Linked DNA regions of Anas platyrhynchos: region 2 is linked to region 1. A link is a contact called in public Hi-C data. All regions are on one chromosome and are shown on one strand. The core of a region is the stretch at or near the end of the contact, and the rest is flanking DNA. Distances in the headings are between cores, read along the strand shown. Region 1 overlaps ALS2 (alsin Rho guanine nucleotide exchange factor ALS2). Region 2 overlaps ALS2 (alsin Rho guanine nucleotide exchange factor ALS2).

Evidence for each region. Hi-C and Micro-C count contacts between places; a contact is called where the count stands out from the background.
Region 2: a contact with region 1 is called in a Hi-C map of liver, with 2.0 times the contacts expected there. The contact joins two enhancer-like sites. A contact is called at or near these places in 2 of 8 Hi-C or Micro-C datasets (liver and skeletal muscle).

The regions. Positions count from the first base shown.
Region 1 is chr7:28,171,141-28,177,600 of IASCAAS_PekinDuck_T2T, forward strand. It overlaps ALS2 (alsin Rho guanine nucleotide exchange factor ALS2), which reads left to right. Exons shown (of 41, transcript XM_072041084.1): 5 at 453-575. Among named protein-coding and RNA genes, the nearest start is that of FZD7, 27 kb to the left of the region's middle. Within about 2 kb of position 4,406, at least 1 of the 8 cell types and tissues checked has an H3K27ac peak or open chromatin away from gene starts, as enhancers often do.
Region 2 is chr7:28,224,882-28,231,838 of IASCAAS_PekinDuck_T2T, forward strand. The region is part of intron 7 of ALS2 (alsin Rho guanine nucleotide exchange factor ALS2); the gene reads left to right. It overlaps CDK15 (cyclin dependent kinase 15), which reads right to left. Exons shown (of 14, transcript XM_072040421.1): 9 at 4,887-4,950. Among named protein-coding and RNA genes, the nearest start is that of CDK15, 20 kb to the right of the region's middle. Within about 2 kb of position 3,205, at least 3 of the 8 cell types and tissues checked have an H3K27ac peak or open chromatin away from gene starts, as enhancers often do.

The DNA.
Region 1 (6,460 bases), core at 3,156-5,655:
TGGAGTACTAGATGATGTCCAGAAACCCAGCTGTGTGTCTTCACAATCCACTCAGCTTCAGATCAAACCAGAGAAATATTCCCAAGGACAGGGGTGATACGGCCGGAGGTTGGCTTGCCTCCTAGATAACCCTGAGCAGTGCTGAATAATTCTTTGAACTCAGAGCAATTTGCGACTGTGTTCAGAAATAACACACAGACTTGCCAAAATCTAAGAGTGTATCAGTAACCGAAGTGTATTTTTCCAGTGCCTGTAATGATAAGCTGATGCGGAGTTTTGTTGTTTTCTCTTTGGGGCAGTGTTAGCACTTGTGGTGTGCTAGAGGATTTCCCATGCCAAAGACGCAATTCGTGTTCTGAAGAGTGTGCAGTCAAGAATCATGTTTTAAAATCTTTGTCCTTTATCAAAGGATCTGGATAGACTTCAAAGAACATTTTTATCTGCGTCCACAGCTGGGAAAACTCAGGCAAGGAGGGACGACGTGGCTTCCCCAAGGTGATCTGCAAAGTTGGTGTCAGACCAGGAGTCTGTTTCCTGCCTGCTGTGTGGGTGCCGTGTCCCATCACGCTGGGAAGGTCAGTGCTGGCTGCTGGACGGACTGGATCTGGGGTATGGGTTGAATGGGGTGCTAGAGGTGGGGGACGGGACACGTTGAAGATGATCAGCCCAGTCTTGCTGGGAGCCCATGTTTCATGGTGGTTAGTAGCTGGTGGTACAAAGCCTGTGGTAGAAGGGCAGAAAAGCTCATGGGAGAGGCTCTGGATGAGCATGGGCAATAAGCACGCCTCAGTCCTTGGGATCTCCAGGACATTGCTAGGGTGGGAATATGGTGATTTTTGCTGTTTTGCTTACTCTGCACCTAAGAGTACACATTTGATCCAAATCAGCCATGAACACACAACTGAACTGCTGATATGTTTTTCCCTGAGTTACTCTGGCTGCAGAAGGAGAGATTATATCTGATTCTCACAAAGACAGTGTCATGAATCAAAAGTAACAAATCCAGCATAAAGCTTGCAAGCACAAAGATAAGCCTTTGCAATTCTTTGAACATTTTAGAGCTTGAACAGTACAATCACATGAGGTCAGCATCTTAGGTTATGTGGCTGCAGTGTTTTTGTTTCAAAGCCCTAAAGCCAGGCGTAGTTCCGTATGCTGGGGACAATTCTGAGTTACATAGCCAGCTGTGCTCAAAGGAAGAGATCTTCAGGCAGAACCTTTCCTTCGTACTTGCAAGATCTGGATGGAGTGAATGGTTAACGCTGGCATGAAGCTACGTGTATTTCTGCAGCAAGGTCTCAGGTAAAATGCTTGGTAGATCACAGAAGGTTTGATGGGATTTATCAAGCTGCAGATGTCTTGTTCAGGACTTTTTAGAGGAGATGGCAGCAATACAGCTTTTCCAGGACACAAGAATCAGGAGCAGCTGTAACTAATAGCTGCAAGTATAGACATGAATCAGTCAATAGAGGTAGTTAACAGTTTCCTGGCTCCTTTAAATGCTTGCAACTGACATTTACTCTTCCTTTCACCCTTCTCTGGAGGAACTGAGCTACAGCTGGCTTGTACAGTTGGTGGTGAACAAGATGGCAATAACATCAGTCAGTTTTAATGGAATTCCTTAGATGTGTGTGGTGTAAGAATACAAATATTAGCTAAAAATCAGGTTACTCACTTCAGGTGGAAGTGTTTGGCTACAGATACGTTTTGGGTACTGTGTTGCATGATGACAAACAACCCCAAAAGAGATCAGAATTACTGTAAATTGAAAAAAAGTTTGTTCTAACTGAAGGAACTGAAGGAATGCAGCAATTATCAGTTCAAGAAACTAGCCTCATGACAGTGTTTTGTAAAGATGTAAAATCAATCACATTAAATGGGAGGTCCAAGCCCAAACGGAGAAATGTATTTTGAAATGGACTTAACACTGGCAGAAATTGGGAGAGGTCAGAAACACATCTTAAGAACTGGCTGTTTCCTCTCAGCTGAACACCTTCCAGGGATCCTTTTACCTTCATGCCAGGAGGCCGTATTTATTCTACTAGTAGAGGCAGGTATTCTCTGCTGTGTTGTCTGTGGTATATTAACAGCAATGGAGAATTCCCAGCAGGCACACATGGCACCCTGGGGATCATGCAAAGTTGACTCCTGATCTCAAACTTGCCTTTTTTTTTCTGAAAGTGTTACCTAGCCCTGCTAAGCCAGCTGTACTCATCCACCATACTTTGCCTCCCCAGTCCTTGGGAAGAGAACAGCAGAGATGTTGAGACATAAGCTGTCAATACTATGGATGCAATACTCTTTTATCTGTATCAGTCAGCTGTTACTCCAGATTTCAGAGCAAAGGCTGGTCATGTTTTGAAGAGAGGGACTAGCTCTGTGCTGCTGCACCCATAGGCTGCACTGCTACTCGTGTGCATTGTGTCTGAGTAGTTTGCTGTTATACAAGTAGGAGCAGAATCTTTATTTCTACTTTTTCCCTGTTACTTCACCCATCTGTCCTGGTGACTTCTGCACACCACATATTTATCTGTGACATCTTTCTCTGTTGGTGTTTTCTCTTTACTTATCTAGAGATTTAAATACCTCCCAGTTGGTGATGTCTGGCAGAACAATGTATGCCACTGATAGTACAGTTTCTAGCCAGCTTGCCTTTCCCTTTCCTGTTTGACCTTTTAAATTTTGTTATTTCACACATATTCAGTCTTGAAATTTTACACACTAACGAAACCTAAAAGAAAATTCTCCACTGGTAAAGTCGTCAACAAAGTAGCCAAACCTTGAAAGGATATCATTCCACTTGAAAATGCACCCTCACAGATAATTGATAGCATAGCCATCTTTCAGACCAGATGGTTTCCTTTTGGATGCTTACACAGAATAAAGTCGGAGGAGCAAAGTAGCCCTTATACCCTCAAAACAGAGCCTGTCATTGCTTTTTAGACTAAAATCACCATTCCAGAAGGGTATAAGCTAATGAAAAGAATCTTTGCATTTCACCTGATGATAATTAGCTGCATTGCAAGAGAAAAATAATTTCCGTGCATTGGTTGGTTCTTTCTCTAATATTTAGCATTGCAAGATACTAAATGTGGATGTGTGTGTACATACACATCTATGCAATTAATATAAAGCAAGTATAATGTTACATTGCAATTTATACTTGCGTTCAGCTCATGCTCTTCTTCACGGAGATCAATAAAGGGGTAAAATCTAGAATGCCTTCATTAGAAATGAAGCCACTTATTGTGTGGAATTAACACAGTGTTTACAGTACTTCATAATCATGTCTAGTAGTTTGTCTAGCTTTCCATTTTGGGACCATGGTGCAGACTGTAGTAGTATAATATTACTTCACTTCAGTGTTGAGAACAGGAAGAAGCATGGCACCAGCCATTCTTCATCTCGTGTGGAAAAGCTTTAAGTGCTGCACTGTTCAAAGGTACGTGGCATGCTGGCCATTTTTTGCTGCGGTGTGTTATACACTGCCCAAGCAGAGGTTCCCCCTCTGCTCTGGAAATGTAGCAGAACAGACGGGAATATCTTGGAGGATTGCTTGTGGCGTGGGTTGCACTGGTTAGGGTAGAGGTGGTGAAAGAAAGCATCAGTTTTAAAATAAAGAGATTTTGGGGAGACAGAGAGGAATCACACACTTGGAAGTGTGAATGTAACCGTGCACTTCAGCGGTTCTAGCAAAAAAAAATCACTTTCTGAAATTATCTCTGTGTTACAGAGGGAAAACACCATGTATTTAATCAGTAGCAGCCTAACTACAAAGTGTCTCACATGTTACTTGTTTGTGCTTTTTTGTGGGCAACTGTACTAATGGACTGTATTCCCCTGAATGGATGAGAATAGGGGATTGTGAGAGGAGGGAGAGGATATTTGGGCCAAACAGGAGGGGAAACACGTGTCTTCTAAGGAGGCAATACTTGGGCATTCATCAGGGGGAATTATGATGGCTGTACAGTTCTTCTGCTTTTTGTCTGTCTTCCCTGTGAGCGTATAGAGTCACAGAATCATAGGGTCATTTAGGCTGGAAAAGACCTTCAAGATCATCAAGTCCAGCCATGTTTGGCAGAAGAGACTGCAGGACCAGCAGTGTGGGTTGTGCAGGTGAGGTAGGAAGGAAAAACTTAAAGTTTGTGAAAGCAAAGCAGTGTAAGAGAGACTGGTCTGCTGTTCTGGCAAAACCGGCATTAATACAAAATTTGGGGGCTAATATACCTACAGTCCATACTAGTTGGTTTTTTTTTTTTTTTTGTACATTCTTCTTTAAGTTCTACTACTCTTTTTGCCTCTAAGAAGTTGCTTCACCAGAACGAAGGAGTCAGATAGGTGATTCATGTAGCACTCATCACCATGTCCAGCCTGAGTAACGTTATCTGATTCCTGGAAGCCTTATCCTTCCCATCTCCACTTCTTGTTCCACCCTTGTCTTACACTGTGTTCGAGCTGGAAGCAGGCAAGGGCAGGGACCTTGCTGGGTCATGCTTTTGCAGTGTTTGTGCAAGAGAGCCCTAATCCTAATTTTCAAGCCTTTGGGAACAGCGTAAGTCAAAGCAGTTGTAACGTAGATCTTGCTTGTGGAACGAGAGGAGTTTGTCCTCTGAAGAGGAGTGCTGTAAGCACACTGGTGCAGGCTCTTGCATGGCATAGTGTTTGTGGAGGGGCTGGACACTGCCCAGAGAGCCTGGCTATGCTGGCAGTTCCCTCCCTGGGTTCCCAACCAGGAATTCCCTCAGCACCAATAGCAGTGGTGGGGCTGAGGCTGGGACAGCACCACAAGTAGGTGCCTTGGGAAAGGATCAGCTGCCCCTCTGTGTGCCCCTCTGGGCCTTGGCATAGCCGGGCCTCGAGGAGGGAAGAGAGGAGAAGGTCAGGAGATGAAAGGATCTTTAGAGTAAAATCCTCTGCTGAGATGCAAGGCAGAATGACTTTGTCACTCAATTAGCCTGGACTTTCAAAGCAGAGAATGAAGTGTGTGATGCAGCAATGCAGCCCTTGTGAGCGCGGTGTGTGGGAGGCGGCGGCAGAGGGGCAGGAAGTGAAGAGGGTTTGTTCAGCAGCTGGCACAGCTGCTGGGCCCTGCCAGCTCCCATATGAGTTGCATCAGGACTGTTGGTGACCAGCTTCTTCTCTGGCTGCGGCATTTGGCACTCTGCTGAGGCTGCCCTTAGTTCTTCCCGGTGCGAGGCGCATTGGCAGACACGTGCCCTGAGGAAGAAAAGAGCCTGGGACCAGCACAGAGCTGGTCTGTGCAAAAGGTTTTAAGGCCTGCTCATACTAAGAGATTAACGCATCAGTTAGTGGCTTCTAAACTACAGAGTGGCAACACTGCTTTGGGAAGCCAAATAGCCTTGAATTATATGGTTAAATCCCTATTAGCTGCTCTGTACTTACTGAATGCTCTGGCTTGAAGGCTGAGCCGTTTCACACACCCTTCTGTCCAGCTCAGTGAGCACCAGCCAAACTCTCGTCGTGAAGTGTGAAACTCAGAACCAGGTGAGAGGAAGTAGCTCCTGATGGAATTCAAGGCCTCTGTAGCTGTGCAGAATGGATGGAAATAGAAGTGAGGGTCTTCTTGCAGGCTGCTCAGTCCTCCTGGCTCAAAAGTACTCAGATACCAGCTGGATATGTAGCTGATCTGTCAGTGTAACACATGTTTTTCGGTGCTGTATGAACATGGCAAATGTGCACGGTGGCTGGGATTATCAAGTCACAGGAATGAAGGCACTTGTAATGGGCTGGTGCCTAAATTCTGGAGACTGCCAGGAAAGGCAGGCACAGACAATGTTCTGAGAATGCTCTGAAGAAGGAGCTCCATGTCCTAAATGGAAGCTGATAGATTTTACAGGGAAGGTGTCTGTTTAAAGCATTTTCCTGAATCCTAGTGTCATTTAATGGTTTTGGGATGATCTGTAAACCACACCTTATGACAGCTAGGTCCAAAAGAGCTGTTCTGGGAATCCAGGAATGGTTGGATTTCATAGAGCTGATACAGCCTGTTTCCTTTTATGTTTTGTGTCCTTCTTTTCTCATCAGCCCCACAGAACCTCTTGCCAGTGTCAAGCACTATTAGATCAACGGCTGTAGTGCACCACTTAAAGATTTCTTGTCCAAAAGTGGAGATCTGACTGAATTTCCAACTCTCTGTGCTGTAGGGAAGCTGGAGCATGGCTGAGCATTTGTTGCTGTGCTTCTTCAGCTCAAGCAAAGAGCATTGCATTTACTTCTCTGTGACCTGAGTGACTTGGAGCATCCAAACTATTCCACTCCAGCCTTCCAACCCCAAGAAGCTGTATTGCATGCATTGTTTGAACCCAGACTCTGGTACCAGGCACTTCTTTTGGCAGGGAAATCAGAGAGTAGGGTACTGAGGCATTCTGCACCTTCCTGACAGCCTGCCTTGGGAAGCAAGGACCCAGACCGCTCCATGGTGTGGTGTATAACAAAGACA
Region 2 (6,957 bases), core at 1,955-4,454, 53 kb after region 1:
CTACAAGGGGTAGTGTAAGAGTCAGTGAGCCAACTACTGCTTTCCCTGTCCAAACAAATATCTCTGTGCAGAATTCTGCTTGAGTGAGGACCGACAAACTTGCCACTTCAAGTATACAAAGCTTTGATTATAAATGGAAGATATGGGTAAGAAAACATTGTGTTTCTACTTAAGGATTTAATGCAGTTAACTAATCCACTTTAAATCAGTTCAGATTAGTCTCTTGACTGACCCCATATAGACAAACCCGTAGAGGATTCTGAGGCCCCATTCTGTTGAGCTGGGTACGAACAGGGCAGTAAATATCTTCCCTACTGTAAAGATTAAGACCAATCTAAAACCGTAAGACAATGCAAACAGCTACTCCTTAAAGGTGAGAGAGATCAGACAAAGAAGTGGATGAACTACAGATTTAATCATTTTACAGTGATGATGTACACACATAAATGATGGGATTGTATAGGGCTGATTGTTTTTGTAACAGTATGAGGAGATCGGAAAGGTGGTGCTTGGGTTTGTTATTTTCTATCAGTATGCAGTGCAGTCTGTGCTAATGAGGAAATACCTTCCTATATGCAAACCCAGGTGGAAGTGGTTAATGAACTGATAATGAGGCAAGCAAGCCAGGGGACAAAAGTTAAACTTTCCTAATTGATGAAGAGAGAGAAAGAGGATGCCTTGTGCTGCTCGATGAAGGTGCTGAGGTTGCAGGCTCACAGAGAAAATTTCTCTCATTAGTGAAACCTCTGCGGCTGCAGGACAGAATCAGAGCTCTGTCTGTGTGGCAGACTGCAAACTGCAGCCTGTGCCCAGTGCCAGGCACAAAGGGAGTTTCCCTGCAGCCTGGCCACCATATACTGTGCATTAGTTGCAGTGCTGCTTTTCCCTTTGGGATCAAAGCCATATACAGTTTATTATGACAATAAAAATTTCATCGTTTTAGAATTCAGTTTCCAAACATCCCATTTATTAAACGAAGCATCAGCATAAAAAGTGAGATAAGATAAATAAATAAATAAAAAGATTCAGAGTTCAGACTTCATCTGCATTCTCAAAAATGTCATTTGAAGTTTGTGTCTCAGTGCCTGCTGCTTGTTGCCTCCATCTGCTGGTGGCAGTTTGGAAAAGCAACAGATACTAAAATGTGCTCAGGAAAAGTTGCCTATGGAAAGCTTCTAATCTCATTCAGCATAGCAAAGCCTACCAACATTTGAAAAATGATAGCAAAGCCTGCAGACATTCGGAAAACGAGGCTTAATTTAAAAACGGTTGCTGCATCTGAAGAAGTGCAGTGAAAAACGTGTGCCGGCAAAGTGAAATGATACTACCTGGCACAGGAAACTTCATTAGTCAGCCTGTGCGATAAATCAGGGCTCACTCGCAGCAAGTTATAGCTCACTCACAGCAAGCTCATCGTGTTACAAACAAATAAGCACTGTTCCCTCCTCTTTGCAATCCAAATATCAGGAAAAGGAGGCATTAAACGATGGATTGGGTGCTCCAGTATTCCCAGTTTGGCAGAAGCACTAGCTTAATGTCATGGGCTGTGATTCCTAATCCTTTCCTGCCCTTGACCCCCGCTGTCTAGATTCAAACTTGTAACCATTAATGGGGCTGGATCAAAACAGTGGCCTTCTGGTGTCACCAGTGGTGTTTAGAGGGGATTTAAACTCCCTGCTTTTCAGCGCAGTGAAATGAACACAGCAGTAGATTAATGCAAGGATTTGAGCTCACACAGCATGAGAGCTTTCAAAAATAGTGTTAACAGAGCTACAACTGCCTCTTTCAGGGGAAGCAAAATGAGGGGAACAGAAGAAATGAACAAACACAGGGCAAAGCCTTGTTGCTACGGGCAGGGCTCCTAAGCATGGGGAGCTGGGGAGAGGGCCAGCGAGTGCACTGAGACGTGGGGCAGGAGCTCTCCCAGCCCTTCGCCTTCTGCAGGAACCAGTCCTGAAGCCAAGGTGGGGGGAACACTGTGCTTTCAGGCTCCATCTCCCTCTTGGAGAGCGAGTGGCAGATCACAGGCTGCAGGGTTGGCCAAGGAAATGTTGCTCACCCATCTTCCCTGTTGACCTGGGTTCAGGCACAGGCTGAGATTTCGGCAAACTGTAGCAATGGACATGAGGCCCATTTCTGAACTTCTTTGTGCAAGAAGGCACAGGGGCATAGGGTGGACTAGCATTGCCTTGCACTTCCTTTGCCAGTTGCCCGTAGAGGGGGCAGGGGAGCTGCCCTTCCTGCAGCTGTGCCTGGCTCGCAGACCCCAGGCTGTATTTCCTCTGCAGGGTTTGCAGCAGGATGTGCTTCAGCCCACAGCAGTGACAGGAAAACATCTAAAGGTTTCCAGTTTTCGTTTGAAAGATTCCTACTAACCCACCTGGCCCAGGAACCCTTCCAGTAACAACCTCAGTCTGGGGCTGAGCCTACACTGCTGAATCCAGTGGGAGTTTTGCCATCAACTTCAATGAGAATAGGATCACACCTCAGAGCTTTGTTTTGCGCGTGTTCGTGCTTTGCCTCAGGCAGGAACCTGTTTGTTTGTTTGCTGCCTGCGCTCGCTGTGAACATCAGTAGGACTAGCTAAAAGCATTCAAGCCATCAGATTTGGGGAAGCCTCCAAAGTTTGTTTGCTTATCTGAACTGTCCCAGGCACTCAGATTTGCACAACGGGGCTGGAAAGAACCTCAAGAGCGAAGGCTTTCTCAGGCAGGCTGCAGAGTTTCACCTGGTGAGCGTGTCCTGGGGGGGACAGTTAGCACTTGTGCTTCAGGGAAGCAGGGGAAGTTCTCTGAGCATGTGAATGGCAAATAGCTTCAAAGAGACTGGTTTGCCTTCTTACTGGCAGCCCTGTCAAAAATTGACTTGATTGAGTTGTTGACGAGGGCAAACAGTCTACCTGTATGTGAATAGTCTTATCCTAGCCAGACTGTTCTTTATATCCCAGGTTTGAGCCAAGTGCTTGGTTTCACTGTATGACTAGAGCAGCTCAGAGCCCCTTCGGTAGGCTCTGAGGAGGGGAAAGGGATGCTGGCTCTCCAGCTGGCAAGGTATTGCCCCAAACACCGGCTCAGGACCCCTCTTCCATGTTACTGGTAGCACGGAAGGATGCTTCCCTAGGAGGGTGTCCTCTAACTCCTCTAATTTCTGTCTGTGCCAGCCACAAAAGGCACCAGCATCGCAGGATCACAGCACAGGTTAGTTCTGCCCCACTGCAGTCCATTAGGGAATCTTTCTATCCACTCTGATAACAATTCAGATTTGAAAACTGCTAATAATGACTTCACGTGTCTTCACAGGAGCCATTTCCATGCTGCCTAGGTGCCTGTCTTCTCCCTCCCAGCCCTGCCACTGGCACCATCCCAAGCCGCAGATAGCACTGCTACTCAGACAAAACAGTGCAAAGCAGAGGGCAGTTGTGGACATTCAGCTATTCTGTGCTGTCTGTACCAGTTTCTCCATTAGTTTACGGTTTAATGCTTGCATTTTTCAATTGTACCTGCATATAGCATCAGGATACCTAATTGGCTTCACTAGAGTTTTTGGCCTTGTATGCACAGATGACTGACGTCAAAAGCTTCTTTGTGAGCAATTTGTCCCACACATAAGCATTTCTTTCCTCCCAGACTACCTTTCACAACTTGTAGAGTACCCAACCAAGCCTTCAACAAGTCAGAGAAGAAAGTGCTTCCTCCAGCTGTCTGCTCTGTGCTTGCTCCCTGTCCAAATTAAACTTGCTGAGGACAGCGACACATTCCCATTTCACGCTGGTTTGATTAATGTGTCTCAGCTAATTGTGTGAAAGATTCCGGCCCTTTCGACTGTGAGACCAGGTTATTGTTCAGCCAATCGCGGCTACCATGTGAAAATGGGGGCTGTTTAGTGTTCATGCACCAGAATCAAAGGAGGGGCATCTTGGACTGGGTCACAGAGCAACACCCACTTCTTTGAAAAGATGTTACTATGCTCTACTAAACCTGTAAACCTCTTGCTCAAAGCACGTCTTCTCCCTCCTCCTCTCCCCCTGTTCTCTTTTTTCCCTTCCAGAGAGCCAGACTCCCCCCACCACTCTGTTAGGGTACAAGCGAGAGAGAATGGCTAGACTGCAGATGGGTGGATTTCACATTCTAGGGTTTTTAATATTTCACTTTTATATTTCTCTTAGAGAATGATCCTGCTGAGAGGCTGAGAATCAGTGCTCATCATTTCCCCCTCACTGACACTTGAATATATTTTCCCAAGAGAAAACATTAAACAAAAAGAGAGAGAAAGAGAAAAAGGGAAAGAGAGAGGGGGAGAGGGAGAGTGACTGAGCTAGCTTTTCAAAGCATACTTCTCAACCTGCCCACATCAAAATAAGAGACAACTGGCCCTTTGAAGTCCAGGACACAGACTTCTCTACCAGCCCATGTGGAAATAAAAGAAGCCAGCTTTATAAATCACACAGATTTCTCACCTTGCCCACATCAAAATCGGGGACAGTGACCTTTAAAACTGAGGCTTAAAGGCCCCCAAACCAATCTCCATGAAAATAAGGAGAGTTCAGATAAACTATGTCCCCTGGTACCTGTCAGCTTTTCTAGTGCATAACAGGAGACATTGGTCCTTCGCACTGAGGAGTGGAGACTAACTGCATTGTTAGCACTTGGGACAATGAAATCCTCCAGCAGCCTAACGTATCTCAGTGAGGCAGCTTTGCCACAAGTGTACTTTTGCTTGTATCTTGGGCCGTTGGTCCTAAAGCAACACTAACTACTGTTAAGTAGTTTAAGGGATTTAGTAGCTCTGAAACATCGCTTTTTGATAATATGAATTAGTGACCCCCAAATTGCTAAGTGGTTAGTGGCTCAGAGAAAAAGCTGGTGTTCTTGTGAGGTAAGTCCTACCTGGCTTGTAGTTGGGGAGCTTGGAAAGTCCTGGCCAGATGTTCTCAGTTGGGACCCCCAATACCTGTGCAAAACAAGAAGGAGAGTGAGACGAGCAGTGGCCTGTCTGCCGGTACGCTGCATCAGTGCGGAGGTGGAAGAGTTGGTCTCACCAGAGAGCCAGTGGCCTTTCCTGTGAACCAGCACAGATTCCCCCTGCCCTAGCTGGTACTAGATCTATCTCTGCACATAAATGACAGTGATATTTTAGCACTCGATGTTACAGCAGAAAGGGTCCTGCTGAGATGTAATGTTGCTGCTGAGAACATCATTGAAGGTGTGTCTAGCTTCACTGCCAGGTGTCACTCACACATGTTCACCAGCCAGGGGTCACACTGTGCAATCCCTTTCACTGCTGGAAGTGTCTTCCTGTGCCAGCACTGCACTGGGGACTTACTCTGCCCACTTGCACTGGTACCAGCCAATATTTTCTGGCAACCCAGGCTGTGAGCTGTGATAGAAACTCCTCTAAGTGAGGGGTAACACAGGCAGGAATGAGCAGTCAGGGACAGAGGGGAGGATGGAGACCACTTGAGGTGGTGCTTGCCTCTAGGAGAAGTGTTGGTGAAATCACAGTTAGACAGTCTTGATAATTCAACAGGATGAACATACTTCACAGCAGGGGGATTTTCCAGCGAGATATCTATATGGTGTTTGAACCAACAGTCCTGTGTGGGGATAAGCCCGCCGGATGACATAAAGTCATGCACATAATTGCAAATGGTCTCTAAATCAGTGCATGGTGCCTCTATTATTAGTACATGAAAGGAGCTGACTATTAGAAAACAGTGGGAATCCCCATTCTGAACCTCACGCTTGGCAAAATATCTCAAGCTAGGCATCGAAAGCCTCTAAGGAGCTTTGAAATTTTGGCCTAACACAGAGCCTCATTCCAGGCTGTATAATAACATAAAACCTTCTGTGAAAGGCACTAATTATTTCATGGCTTTTAAAGCTTCCTCATGATTTTTAAATAAGTTTTTGCCTTCAATAGCACAAATCCTATTAATCACGGTATCAGTTATAATACCAGAGAAATGACGATAGGGCTATAACCCTCTAACTGGAAAACCACAGGAAATGTATCTAGAGATTTCAGTCATACGTGGAAGGATAGCCTTCATTCACACTGCAAAACTGGGCCCTGCCCTGGTTTTGAACTGTGTTAATTGGCCAAGTATGGATGTTTTTTTTTTCCTTGGTAATTCTTTTTTCCCCCACTTTCTATGAAAGAGTAATTCAGCATTTATTTAAAAGGGCTGAACTCAAGTCTAATAACGGGGTTTACTTACCTGTATTTTTAACACGTTCTAGGTAAAAGTGGAGAGGAAAACCCAACCTGGCAGAAGCGTTTCTGAGTAAAGGGATTAAGAAGGAAAAACTTGATTTGCACAGACTTGAGGCTATAAAGTCCTCTCTCACCACTTCCCTAGTTCCAGCTTTCTGTACTTTATCCTTTGAAAACCCATGTTTGGGAAACAGCCTATGCAGAAGAGTAAATCCCTGGGAGAAGTGAAAGGGCAGATACCTGCAGCAACATCCAGTGGGAACCTCTGGGTTGACCTTTCTGAAGATTCAGTAACGGAGCCAGCAGTGAGCAGTCGTGAACATACAGGATCCACCAGTGCCGGTAACTGCCTCAATTTTACCAAGCAGCACTGAGGGCGTAGCTCTATGTTTCTGCTTCCCCAGCAGGAAATACAGCTTAAGAGGATCCTGAATACCTCTGCTCTTTTTCACTGCTGCCTTTATAAAGTAATTTATCACACTTCCCATTATGCCAAAGCGTTCTCTAGGGCTGCACTATAAACTGGATGAGACAAAATGTTCCAAGTTAATATAACAAAGGACCTGCAAAAAACCTTGGGACCCTGCCATTTTCAAGACAGTTTGTGAGCAGTATTAGAGCTTCTTTGTGAGATTATGGTGTGCTGTATCCTACAATAAGTAAAAGATTTAACGAGAAGGAACAGAATTTGCAGTACCTGCACACCTTTTATGCCTGCTTCAATTTGATGTCACTTTAATTGGC